Regions from separate parts of the Zea mays genome. Here region 2 is linked to region 1. A link is a contact called in public Hi-C data. All regions are on one chromosome and are shown on one strand. The core of a region is the stretch at or near the end of the contact, and the rest is flanking DNA. Distances in the headings are between cores, read along the strand shown.

Region 1 (3,480 bases), core at 722-3,221:
TTGTTGGTAGAACCCCTGCCATTTTATACAGGCATGCGGGTGGAGGAGCACTTTTTACAGTAGGTCCATTGGTGGACAGCCTGCAACAGATGCAATGCAATTGGAATTGGTCATGTTCTTGCTTGGTGAGAGGTGAGAATGGATATGTAGATATGCAAGCAAGGAATTAATTAACGATGTACATAGCAGTACCCCGAAGTGTATCTGGTGGCCATGTTTTTGGCGGCCTTGCGTGGCCTGGTGGCCATCTCCTTCAAGAGCTGCTTGAAGACGAATCACTCTCCTTTGCAGCGGTCGTACAGCCTAGTCCCACCGCAGTCCGGGCACTCCTCTCCCTCTACCTGCTCTTCTCGTTCCTCATGCTGCTGCCGTGAGGCGACGCCGGATGAGGAGGAGCGAATCAGGAGGCAGGCGGCGTCGACTGTCCCGTCGGGTGGCAATCGTGCTGAGTAGGGTCATCCACTTAGATGATTTTTATCACAGTTGAGTTCTTCTCTATAGACAACACTAATGTCAGAAAAATATATAATACAATATAAAAGGAGCTGCATCTCATCCCGCATTAAACATGTCAAGTACCATTTGAAAGAAGTTTCCTGAACTGGACTGTGGCTTTCAAATAGCAAAATATCAAATTCCTTGACATGTTTTTCTTAAACTTTCAAATAGCAAAATATCAAATTCCTTGCAAGCTACTAATCGTTTTTTTACCGAGGCAAGCTACTATTAGTTTGTAGTCACTTCCCCACATCTATCTGTTGAGTGGTTCACCCACTGACGGTAGTGTAAACAAAGGTATTGGTGGAGAGAGGAAAGGGTACAATAACCATCTAACTTTTTTAGAATTTCCTCAGGCACATTAATCACGGACGTCAGTAAATTGCGAATGTTTATGTTGTTGAGCGAACCCCAGGCAAGGCACGCACCTCTGACTCAGTAGCATCCCGGCGAGCTGCTACGTCGGGCGGCAAGGCGGGATTGAGTATCAGATAGGTGATTCTTGCGGGCAGGGCTACTTCAGTGGGTGTAGGAGTCGAATTGGAGACAGGGACGGCGGGAGCAGGCTCGTCGCGACGGCGCTTGAAGAGCCTAGCGTCGCGGTCGAGGCAGCGGAGGGCGTGTAGGCCATCCTCGTGCGGGCGGCGTGAGCGGCTGAACTCGACGCACAGCTTGTAGGCACCACGACACCATATGTCCTCATCGCTGGTGGCTCTGAAAGGCAGTGAACTGAAGTGGGATGGGGAGGAGGCCTACTGGCGCCGCGACACCATATGTCCTCATCGCCGGTAGCTGTGGATGGTAGGGCGAGGAGATACGGGCGCCGATGAAGGGGAGATACGGGGCGGGGGCGTACCTGGAAGGGCGAGGAGCTTGGGGGCGCACACGTACCTGGAAGGGCGTCGATGGAAGGGCGATGAGCTTGGGCGAGGATCGCGGGCCCTTCGGAGCTCAGGAGATGCGAAAGCGTGGGTAGTCCGTCGTCGATGGAAGGGCGCGGTGGGGGAGGATTTGGGGGCGAGCGAGGATTTCGGCGTCGGCTGTGGATGCGCTGATGGCGGCTACGCCCTGGCGCCGAGGGAGAGGTTTTCGGGAGCGGAGTGCGCGTAGGACACAGGGGGCGGGCGCGTGCTGTGGATGCGCTGATGGCGGCTACGCCCTGACACGGAGGGAGAGGTTTTCGGGAGCGGAGTGCGCGTAGGACACGGGGGGCGGGTGCTGCCGGATGCGGGGGCTGGGCGGGGGCACGGTGGGTGTGGACGCCCTCGTTAGTGTCTTATACTACTTATAGAGTAGTAGAGATTAGGTTACCGACAGTCCACCGCACTAACGGCCCGTACTCCGTCCAGACGGGGATACGTACGCATTCGCAGTCGACAGATACGTTGAGCCGAGCCGTCCGTCCCGTAGTCAATGTGGGCCCAGCGGGTAGCCCACGCCACGCGTCGGTGGTGGCCACCATCATCATTGGATCGTACGCGAGGAATGAAGTGGACGTTTGACCCACCTTCCGGCGCCGCACGTGCCCATGTCCGTCCCGGCTGGATGGCGGCGGCGCCCTTTTGGCGCCAAGTTTTGGCGGGAGGACTTGGGTTTTTGGCGGGGGTTGTTTTCTTTTTGAGTTGAGCTGAGGCGAGCGTCAGGGGCCGAATCTGCGGCGGAAAAAGGTTCCGCTTCCATCTCTCTGGCTTTCACCATGGGCCAAGCGTGTGCAACGTAACACAGCGTTGTTGCCCCATGCATGCTGCAGTTGCCTTTGTTTCCGTGGACACGGACTGGTGTGCTACACTACCTTGTTGGAATGGAGTACAATTGTACCTCCAGTACACTGTACACAGTAGTGCCCTACTGCAACAAGCACTGGCTGGCGTGTGTAATAACTAGGTTCGAGTCTGACTACTACCAACGTTTGTAAAAATCCCATATTTTTTCATCCCGATCGAAGGAATGTAAAATATTACAAGGCACGTGAGGGTAGGGTAGACTTTGCGTGTACACGCGACGCACACAATGCAAGGTACCGTGTATTTATACAGTGCAACGCAGGGTTGCATTGCAGGCAGGCAGGCAGGCATCAAAAGCGCCGATATATGAAGCCTGCTGCTGCTGCCTGACTGACTGGCACATTTACCACCACAGGCGCATGAGCACGATTCTTCATATCTCCTGAGTTGCTGTCGCTGTGGCAGTGCGGCAAGGCTCAAACTCGGAGTTGCAATTGCATGGACCGGCTTGGCCGGCGCATGGCGTGACATGACATGAGCGGTAAAGCTATTGGGAGCCTGGGGTCAGCTCCTAAAACGTGGAAAGATCGCAGCTTTTTTTGAACACGGGAACGGACAAAACAAAAACCGAGCAAAGGGTCTTTCATTTCATCAGCGCGCAGGACTGCAGGAGTAGCGCCCGGTCCGGCCACTGCCCAGCATGGGTTTCAACAGACAGCATCAGCAGGTGCACGGTCGTCCAACAGCATCATCGTTGGCCTCTGCCGATGAATGGCGTTTTTATCTACCTCATGATTTCGCAGTCCAAGAAACCATCCGGTGATGGATCGGATGGGGATAGGGATGGGAGTGGAATCACCGAATCTATCTAGTATGCACGGTCCCTTCTTTTTATCACCAGTCCATGCATGGTGCTGATATACGGAGAGAAAGAGAGAGCTACTCCAGTACTAGCTACCAACCAAAGCAAGGGGAATCTCTTTGAAACTTGCGTCATTCCTAGAGGACGCAAGTCGTGTCGGCCCCGATGTGATTATATTCCGCCGGCGGTGGGTACGTCCGTGTACCGTTGGCCGGGAGTCGAGGGACCGGAATTGCAATTTGTTGCAAGCACTAGTACAATTTGGATCTATACAAGCGGTAGACTTTTTACATCACAGACGGTTCGATTAGTCCCAAGCGGTTCAGTACGCCTGTGATATAATAGTATCACAAGCGGTTTTTGTTTAGGACCGCCTGTGGTGCTTTATCCTTTTCA
Region 2 (3,768 bases), core at 432-2,931, 66 kb after region 1:
GCAATGACTACCTCGTTTATAAATCATTTTGTTAGAAGAAAAAAGAGTATAATCAGCTCTATACAAAGTTCGTAAGTTCAGTTTATTGTCTAATGTTCATAACAAAAGTAAAATTACATCACACACTCTAATTCAAAGATACAAAAAAACATCTAACTAGCATTATCTCTAGCTTTGTGTTCTTTATCAAGTATATGAAAGTGTTGAATGAAGTGTGTTTTAATAAATATATGGGCCTTTTCGTGCCTCTATATGGGCCTTTTCGTGCCTGCCTTAAACGGGCCGTGCTCGTGCCCGCCCATGGGCCGTGACCTCGGCCCAAACCCGGCCCGATATAACGGGCCGTGCCGGCCCGGCACTAAATTATTTCGGGCCGTGCCGTGCCTGGGCCGTGCTTTTTTTTCCGTGCTTCGGGCCGGCCCATCAGGCCCGGCCCAAATGTACACCTATATCTACATGTACTTCATGTTTCTATTTAAGTATTTATTGCTTTTTTCATTGGTGTTTGATTTACACAAGTACAATTCAAATTGCATTCAAATTTTAAAACAAAATAAAATTTATTATTTTTTAAAATACAAAAGAGTTAATTGAGGCGGGCAATTAAGAAACAACTGCCTTGGTTAAAAGTGTTAATTGAAGCGGTAAGCATAACACAACCGTCTCGGTCAAAGTATTAATGGAGGCGATCTAGTTAAGGCAAATGCCTCCGTTAAAAGTGTTAACTAAGGCGGTCATCATAAAACAATTGTCTCGGTTAAAGTATTAACAGAGGCAGACGCTTTAACAAAACCGCCTTCATTAATACCAATTAGCCAAAATGGTTGCTTTATAGTGTCCACCTCATTAAACGCAATAACGGAGGCGGTCAGAGTAACCGCTCCGTTAATCGATGATTAATAGTAGCCTAACGTTGGAGTTGGTTGCAATGCTCGTCTCTATTAAAGTTTATATACTAGTATCTTGGAGGTGGTTGCATGCCGACGACTTAAAACTTCGAGAAAATAAATAGGTCTAATAATGTGTAGAAACTGGTTTACTTTGCAAAAAATATGCTAGAAATCTATTCTTTGAAAAACAAAAAATGGCAAAGCAATGCTTACCTGTGTGTTTTGAAGTCAAGATCTGATGCTTTAAACACAATATCATCATCAGTGAGCTACGAATACATATTTGAAAACAATACCACAACTATATTTTTTTTTGTCAAGGTATGGCGAGCGCCATATCGCGCAAACAGGTCCTCTGCCCCTTCTGACAACCAATCTTCTTTTTCTTCCTCGTTGCATCCATTAACATGTTTTTAATTCATTTAGGACTTGTTCGTTTGTGTCGGATTACACACGGAATCGTTCCAGCTAATCAAAGTTTATATAAATTAGAGAATCAATCCGGTTAGAAATCATTCCGACCCACCAATCCGGCACAAACGAACTAGGCCTTAGGATGCACGACACAACCATATAAAAGCAACCAAACACACGTTTAACCCATTTTCCATTAGCAACTCGGAAGTCTCACCATCTCATTGCAAGTTTCTCGCCCTAGAATACAAGGGTATTCTAGAGTTGATGGCAGCACGTGAGTGCAAAGGAACACGAAGGGAACTAGAAACAAGGGCAAAGCATCGCCCCTTCCCAAGGACACAAACAACAACCCGCCAGCGTTGGTGATCAGATCACGCACGACATCCCCAGTGCCGGCCGTCTCCGTCCGCGGCACGGGCACGGCACCACCCCCTGCTTCTCTCCCAGCAGGCCCAGGCCGCCAGCCGCCTCTCCTGTTCTCTTTCTCTAAATAGCAGCGCCCGCCCGCGCGGGACACCGCCCGCCCTCCCGCGCCTTTTTCCGCTAGCCAACGCACGGCTGACGGCACCACAAGGCAAGCCCGCCCGCTCTCGGCTCTCGCTCTGCTCCTGCCCCCCTTCTCTCTCTCTCTCTCTCTCTCTCTCGGTCTCTCCCTCTTTCAGCCTGCAGCGCTAGCGAGCCCTCGCCTTCCCTTCCCCATTATTCCCAGGATTCCCCTTGCGACTGCACCACGCCCCACCCAAACCCACCTACCGCCTCCGCTCCCCTCTCCAGCGAGTCGGGGGCACGGACGGGACCAGACGACCAGGCCATGGGGAAGTACATGCGCAAGGGCAAGGTGTCCGGGGAGGTCGCCGTCATGGAGGTACCCGGCGGCGCGCTGCTCGGCGTCCGCACCCGCTCCCGCACGCTCGCGCTGCAGCGCGCGCAGAGGCCGCTCGACAAGGGCGACGCGGAGGACGCCGCCGCGGAGTACCTCGAGCTCAGGAGCCGGAGGCTCGAGAAGCCGCACAAGGAGCATCCGTCGCCGCCCGCGACCGCGACCAAGAGGGGCGCCGGGAGGAAGGCCGCCGCCGCCGCCGCGGTGCAGCACGTGCTGATGCAGGACGAGGTCGAGGTCGAGGTCTCGTTCGGGGACAACGTGCTTGACTTGGACACCATGGAAAGGTGCGATTCTTCGGCCTCCTCTGTTCTCGTCCAAGTTGTTCCCTTTGCGAGAGAGATTGGGTAGGGTTTATGTTGCCGCTTCTGGGATGGGACTCAGGGTTGTTCACTCTATCTCTTCTTCGATTGCTCTCCTTCAGCGCCGCCGCGGGTTCTCCAGCGCTTCGAATTCGCAGTTGACTGGCGCCGACATTTGGCGCCGAAACCAATACTTTCCCCGTAATCCTAGCCAGTGTGTGTCAAATGCCTTTGTTTGCGTTCTTGGGACACCGTTTCGGCCGACAAGTCCACTCTCTCTGGCTGGAACTGGAATTGAACAACGCGGTAACTTGTTCCAAGACTTCTCCTCACTTGTTCCCAGGACAGGAACGACGCTAATAACCGTGCCGTTGCTCGTTTCTTGCGTTCATATACTCGGTTTCTCATGCGTCCAAAACCCACTTGTACTTTTCACTTGAACTAAGTATGTATTTAGCTAAGTTCTCGCCTAGTAGTAGCTATTCCGAAGCCTTGTTCATTGCAGCTATGCCAGCTGTTTCACTTCACATGTTCTAGTGACTGGACAAGTAATCCTCTTTAACCTAAGAGAATCCGCAGTTTAGACACCTAGTAGAGCACCTAACAACTGCACCTTTTCTCTATATCTCAAAGAAACAGGTAACCCTGAGCAAGTTGCCTGTCAAATCCTTGTATTATCGCACCCAATCCAATCAAAAGCACATCCTCCTCTTATTGGAATCTCCTCTAGTGGCCGTTGCCTCGTCGTTACCCATAGCCGGAAAGTTGCCTCCTTTCCCCTTGTTCGCCAAATCGCCATCCCCCCCTGCCCTACACGAGCAGTGTTTCGTTCGCTTGCATGCATCCGCCCTTGTGGTGTCTAGTCTAGCTGCCTGCCTCTCTCGGTTAGTGGTGGTGGGGCTCGGCAGTGACCCTCCCAATCTTTTGCCAATCAAAGGCCCCTTTTCGCAAGAAATTTCAGTCGCCCACAGCCCCCAAAGGCACCCACATCTGTCGCACTCAAGATCCTGTTTCGTGCGTGGCTGTTCTGTTCACTTGCCACTGCCCTTGTGTGTGTGTGTGTGTCTGGAAAGCAACTAAAAAAAGAGAAAACCCCCATGGCAATGGCAACCAACTCATCATTAGCCGCGTGCCAGAGCAGTCAGCACCATTGAATGCCTCCTTGTTTATTAGCTTCCTGGGATCAATACCTTTGTGGAGTTCGGAATTCGGATGGACCACCTTTCTTGAAACGCGAACGTGAAATGGAGGGAACTTTATTCCTAATTCCTATCCTGGT

The links. A called contact is a pair of places that touch in the nucleus more often than the background predicts.
Region 2: a Hi-C map of endosperm shows a contact between it and region 1, with 2.0 times the contacts expected there. The contact joins the promoter of LOC100286202 here to the enhancer-like site in region 1. A contact is called at or near these places in 3 of 25 Hi-C or Micro-C datasets (endosperm and leaf).

What each region holds. Positions count from the first base shown.
Region 1 is chr1:8,353,505-8,356,984 of Zm-B73-REFERENCE-NAM-5.0, forward strand. No RefSeq gene overlaps it. Among protein-coding and RNA genes, the nearest start is that of LOC103631690, 3.5 kb to the left of the region's middle. Within about 2 kb of position 1,972, at least 18 of the 20 cell types and tissues checked have an H3K27ac peak or open chromatin away from gene starts, as enhancers often do. A contact at or near this core is called in endosperm and leaf, where this site is marked.
Region 2 is chr1:8,419,552-8,423,319 of Zm-B73-REFERENCE-NAM-5.0, forward strand. LOC100286202 (cyclin dependent kinase inhibitor) reads left to right here and starts at 1,682. Exons shown (of 3, transcript NM_001196798.2): 1 at 1,682-2,474. The coding sequence starts at 2,119.